2 separate regions of the Pan troglodytes genome follow, and region 1 is linked to region 2. The links are chromatin contacts, called in public Hi-C maps. All regions are on one chromosome and are shown on one strand. Each heading gives the region's core, a stretch centred on a gene start, on an enhancer-like site or on the middle of the called end of the contact. The rest is flanking DNA. Distances are from core to core; before and after follow the strand shown. Region 1 overlaps SERTAD2 (SERTA domain containing 2). Region 2 overlaps LOC134807897 (a long non-coding RNA gene).

Region 1 (2,856 bases), core at 294-2,793, 210 kb before region 2:
AACAGCAACAACTACACATTCTGTATGCTCCCTTCTCAGGAGAGCAGCAGGCTTCACAATTAAGTGGTATGTTGTTTTAAAAGTCAGGTAACAAGGCAACACTGAACTACAGTGTCTGCCGTGGTGTACGGGCGGCTAGTGGGGTGAGCTGGCCATGCTCTGCCGCTCACCTGGGTGGAGAGCACAGCTGGGGCCTGCCTCATGATGAGTCACCGGCCTGCACACGCGGGATCCTGCACGGCTCTACATGCACGCTATACTTCAACAGGAACGTTTTCAAAACGCTAGCTAACAGCTCTCAGGAAAAAGGCTCCTAATTCAAAGGGGAGCTTTAACAAGCTGTATCCCTTGGCAGGGCAAGGTGGCTCACGCCTGTAATCCCAGCACTTTGGAAGGCCGAGGCGGGTGGATCACGAGGTCAGGAGATCGAGACCACCCTGGCTAACACGGTGAAACCCCATCTCTACTAAAAATACAAAAAATTAGCCAGGCGGTGGCGGGTACCTGTAGTCCCAGCTACTCAGGAGGCTGAGGCAGGAGAATGGCGTGAACCCGGGAGGCGGAGTTTGCAGTGAGCCGAGATCGCGCCACTGCACTCCAGCCTGGGTGACAGAGTAAAACTCCGTCTCCAAAAAAACAAAACAAAACAAAACAAAAAAAACACCAAGCTGTATCCCTAACCTCATCAGACACACTGTCCCATATGGCTGCTGGTGTGACCACTGGTTGCTGACAAGTCCAGAGGTGTCAATGCTAACGCTAAAACCAGAAAGATGAGGCCTTTAACCCAACGCCAACACTCAAAAGTAGTGATCTGCCCTCATGTACCCACCTCTTTGGAAGAAAAAAGAAGTGTGGCGATTGTCTTATGAGAAGGCTGGCAGCGGTCCTTCCCTTCCCCTGACATACTGTGCCACCAAAGCCCACAGCCCTAAGTGGAAACACATTCATTCTCCTGGTGTCTTTTGGTGGTGGTGGTAGAGGAAAGGGGTGCCCCTGGTAAAATTAGCTGGGCATGTGGCAGACTTCTGAGCCGAAAAGAGGCTCAAAGTAGGGCCAGGATTGTTTTGAGACAACTTCTGAAACACAGAATACGCTGTTTCTCTTCTCTTCACTCCACAGGCTGGTCTCCCAGTGCGTTTAGGACCCTGCTTTTGAGGCATCCAAGTGGGAGAGCCTCTGTTCATGACAAAAGGGAACCTCCCACCAGCCTGAGGGCGGGACGCTGAGGACCCCAGAGCCCTGCCTCCAGGCTGCTGTCGTAGTGTGACACAGCAACTTCCGAGCAGGAAGGAGAAGCCCGATCCTAACTGGGGGAAGCTGTTTGCTTAGACAACTTTCTACACTTCAAATATTACACCTTAAACAACACACTGGACTAAGAAATCTGATCATGTCCAGGCTTTTAACACCCTCCTCCCCCAAGGAACAATAAAACACACCAGCGAAAACAAAGAGGCTGCCCTGAAAAGGTTGCAGTGGTGGATGATACTGGCAGAATCAGAAAGGAAGCTAAGAGAAACAGGCGCGTCCTCAGCCGGGCCTCGCGTGTCCTGACACTGCAGCAGGCACGGGATGTGGGCTGTCCCCTCCAGCACGGTGCGGGAAGGTGCTGGGGTATCCAAACAGCAAAAGCAAACCTGAGACCCCAAAACAACTGCGTCTGGCCCAGGGGAGTGGGCAAAAATTCCAACAGGGAGAGACCGTCTCTGGCTTATTTACAGACAGGGTATAAGGATGCCCAAAGACAAGGCGGAGTATTAGTAACAGAACTCATGAAGTTCTATGGATCGGGATGCTTTTTTTTTAAAAAAAAAAACACACACCAAAGCTCATCCAGAATGTCTGAGGTCCCTGCAGTAACATCCATGCTAATTGGTAAGTAAGACAAAGCCTCCCCTAACAAATCAGCAATGTAATTATAAAGCCAGTCACTAGATCAAGCCAGTCTCCTGTGCTCCAGCGATATTCTGAACCTGTAACCCGATACCACTGTTTGCTGCCGGCGCCTCCTCCGGGCTCTCCCGCTGCGCACCGGCCGCGCGGGGGCCCGCAGGGCAACGCAGCCTAGGCTGTTTGTGCAAGATGAGACCCTGCATTTGACGAAGACCTGCAGGAGCAATCCTCCCGGCTTTCTTGACAGTGAAGAAGAAGAAGAAGAAGAAAAAAAAAGCCTGACGATACACTGAAATTCGAACAGGAAGTCAAGCCCCAAGTAAATTTAAGAAACAACTTTTACTGTTTGGGGTTGTTTTCTAAAGTCCAAATTTTTAAAATTCTAGTTTCTCCTCTCAGATTTTTACATGCTCCTATTAAATTGAAGGCAATTTCCAATACTGGAGGTTTGTCAAATATAAACTTTTCTCCTAGTAAAATAATTTTTTTAAAATGTTGACAGCTGCATTTAGTAAGCAAAAACATAGTCAAATTCTGGGAGGGAATGTTTCAAGTAAATATTTCTTTAGAATAAATTATGGCCTTGTTAGTACACATCTGGAAAGAGAATAGGCTTTTTAGAATATAAATGTCAAGTGGTATAAAATGTTTCTTATATCCTGTCTTAGTGGTTCCTCTGCCAGCTGGGAATTTTAAGTTTTAATCCCAACTCTTATGAAGCTATGGACACCAATTACCTTCTTCCAAGGACAATGAGAATGCTGCCAATTGTTTTATTTTATCTAAGGATTCTGGCTAAAAGTATGGTACACTTGATTTAAAAAAAAATTAGAAAGAAAAATGCTTTTGTTTTCTCAGTTTTAAGGAATTTTTTTAATTTATAAGGAAAAAGGATTACTTGGGAATGGCACACTTAATTCAAGTAAAAGGTTGAGTAGAATTATACAGTTTCTAACCTTA
Region 2 (2,811 bases), core at 28-2,527:
GGGGCTGCCAGGCCCTGAAGTCCAAGCTCAGGGAAGCGAGAGCACTTTACCTCTGTGACATTGTTGGTGTGAGCCAAGGCTGCGGGTTCCAGGAGCCAACTTGGGATACTGTTCAGGACATGACACAGAAGTGAAGAACTCAGGGAACTTCATATGTCCCCATCACCATAGGTGACCTGTGCCCTGCCATCATGGGGGGTGACGGGAGGCTATGAATGTTAACATAATGCAGACTGACAAAGACATCCTCTTTTGTCTTCCTTCCTCTTTGAGACTAGAATGTATTTTCTGAGCTCTGCTTTGCTTTTCTTTTGGGTACCATGACCCAAGGTACAGTATAAATACATCAGTATTTGTAGCCTGTAGAAGGTCACTCAAGAATGTGCATTTGTAACCATCTGGGGAGAAAATAGGCTTTGTCAGTGAGTGTTTCCTCTGGTACACTTATTACACTCTAGCGAGTATCATGTACGGGAGATGAAACAGGCAGCTGAAAGGTGTCCCGCCTGTGCACCTTCCTGCTGGCCCAGCGTCTATTTCCAGCCTCCTCTCCCAGGGTTGCTGAAACCCGGAGTTGATTTCTACACTGGAAGTTAGGAGCTGCAGGAAACGCCTCGTGCCGTGCCGGGGACGTGGAGGAAAGCCAAGTGCCCTTGATAGGCTCCTCCTCTGGAGCTAGGGAGTTCCCTGGATGGTGGCAGGAGGAGCTGCGGTTCTGCAGCTGCTGCGGGCGGGGCAGCTGCTGGCGGCACTGTGTCTTGGGTTTGACCTTGACCCCTGGGCAACACAGGGAGACTTTCACACCCTTCACCCTTGCATCACTCCACTCAGAGGTGCGCAGGGCCCAGCCCCAGCTACAGATGAGGAGACTGAGGCTCGGAGGCTCTCGGACCGCCCAAGGTCTCTGGGCAGATCAAACGGTGGAGAGAGGCCAGAGCCAAGTGCCTTGGCTCCCGGGCTGGGAGAGTCCCCGGCGTGGCCCTCTGGAGGCCGCCGTCTGCGACTGCCCGGGCGCCCTGGGGCGGCAGCCTGGCCTCCTGGGCTCGAGGCAGGGGGCAGAGGTGTCCCGGCGGGGCCGGGGCCGGGACACGAAGAGGGCGGCGAGCAGGGGCTGAGAACTGGAGCCGGTTTGTGCTCGCGCGCCTGCAGGCCCTTTGCCTCTGGCGCCCCCGCTCCAGCCCAGCGGGGGCGGCGCCGAGAGGGGCCCACGGCCCAGACGGAGGCTCGGGCTGCGTCCATTGGCGGCCGCAGCCCCGGGGCGGGAGGGGGAGCGGCCCGGCGTCGGGTTACCGGGGACCAGCACGGCAGCTGGCCCCGGGAGGCAGCCGCGGGGTGAGGGTGCATTCTTGGATTCCTGGCCGCGAAGGGAAACCAGACCGCAGTTGTATCCAACGCAATCAACAAACATGATGTGTCAAGTGCTGTATTGCACTTGAGCGGGTGTAAAATGGTAGAGCTGGGGTTCCTGCCCAAACGTTCGTCTAATTGAGGAAATAAGAAATCCACAGAGAAGAAGAACGCTGGAGATACCGGGAAGGAGATAATAAACCCCGAGAACCACGACCAACCGAATTTAGAGGGGTTCCTGGAAAGGGAAGTCTGTTTTTCCCCAAAATCTTCTGGAAAGCTTCCACAACAGGGCGAGGTGAGGGTATCCGACCTGCCACCTCCCTCCAGGGCCTGTCACCTGCCCCAGCCGCCCCCACTCACCACAGCACACATGCCCGACCCCACACTGCTGAGCACCCAGCAGCCAACCCTGCCTCCACCCTGCCTGCGCTCCCCAGTCTTACCCCAGGCCTCTACTCTCAAGCTCCTCCAAAACTAGGACCCTCACTTTCTTCTTCCAGAAGCCCACCTGCCCCCAGGACGCTGCTGCCCTATAGCCCTCTCCAGTAGAGGCTCTTTTCTCCCTCCAGCTATGCAGCTCAGGGCCTGAAGATGTACTCCGCATTCATCACTGAAGTTTCTAAACGGTTTCTCCTTCCTCTTTCAAAAGCCCGGCCTCTTAGCGCAGCGAAACTACTAGATGTGATACTATAATGGTATAAATGTCATAATACATTTGTTCAAACCTATAGAATGTACAACAGCAAAAGTAACGTAAAGTAAGAATAAAGCATTCACATCAATGTAAACTGTGGACTCGGGGTGATAATGTGTCACTTAGGTTCATCAATTGTAACAAATGCTGGTGGGGAATGTTGATAGTGGGGGACACTGCTCCCAGGAGGGTGGATATATAGAACTCTGGATTTTCCACTCAATTTTGCTGTGAATCTGAAACTACTCTAAAAAGTATTAAAAATTAAAAATATTTAATTAAAAAAGCCACCAATCACCCCTCCTAGTTAATGTCATCTGTCACCCTCCTAGTCACTTCCCCCAACCCTTGATTATTTTAGTATCAGGCTCTATCTCCTTTCATATCATCATTTTTGGTGACTTCAGCATCTATGCTGATGACCCGCCCAACACTCCGATCTCTAAGACTGTTAATATCCTTAGCCCTAGCAGAATATTCCTCCTGCCCTGCCTCAGCCTCCTGGTCATATGCTAGATCTTGGAACCATGAATGTCTACACCATCTCTAAACTCTCAGATCCAGAGATCCCTTCACCTATCAGTCCTCCAGGTCACTTACTTTAGTTCTTGGACTCAGCAATTTTCCCATCTCAGACCTCTATTCCATGACTCTCCTGTTTTCTCATGACATCTCCCCCCTCAGGCCTTCATTCTCAGCCAGCTGAGAACTGAAACTCCATGCTCCAGCACACAAAATCTCCCTGGCAAACATGCCTACCGTCCTTG

The links. Hi-C and Micro-C count contacts between places; a contact is called where the count stands out from the background.
Region 1: a contact with region 2 is called in a Hi-C map of stem cell-derived neural progenitor cells, with 4 times the contacts expected there. The contact joins two enhancer-like sites. A contact is called at or near these places in 5 of 7 Hi-C or Micro-C datasets (blood, induced pluripotent stem cells, a lymphoblastoid cell line and 1 more), 1 of 1 datasets of contacts at active chromatin or transcription factors (stem cell-derived excitatory neurons) and 1 of 1 other capture datasets (stem cell-derived neural stem cells).

Annotation. Positions count from the first base shown.
Region 1 is chr12:58,079,213-58,082,068 of NHGRI_mPanTro3-v2.0_pri, reverse strand. The region is part of intron 1 of SERTAD2 (SERTA domain containing 2); the gene reads right to left. Among named protein-coding and RNA genes, the nearest start is that of SERTAD2, 110 kb to the right of the region's middle. Within about 2 kb of position 1,543, at least 16 of the 24 cell types and tissues checked have an H3K27ac peak or open chromatin away from gene starts, as enhancers often do. A contact at or near this core is called in stem cell-derived excitatory neurons, stem cell-derived neural progenitor cells and stem cell-derived neural stem cells, where this site is marked.
Region 2 is chr12:57,864,662-57,867,472 of NHGRI_mPanTro3-v2.0_pri, reverse strand. The region is part of intron 1 of LOC134807897 (a long non-coding RNA gene); the gene reads right to left. Among named protein-coding and RNA genes, the nearest start is that of SERTAD2, 110 kb to the left of the region's middle. Within about 2 kb of position 1,277, at least 16 of the 24 cell types and tissues checked have an H3K27ac peak or open chromatin away from gene starts, as enhancers often do. A contact at or near this core is called in stem cell-derived excitatory neurons, stem cell-derived neural progenitor cells and stem cell-derived neural stem cells, where this site is marked.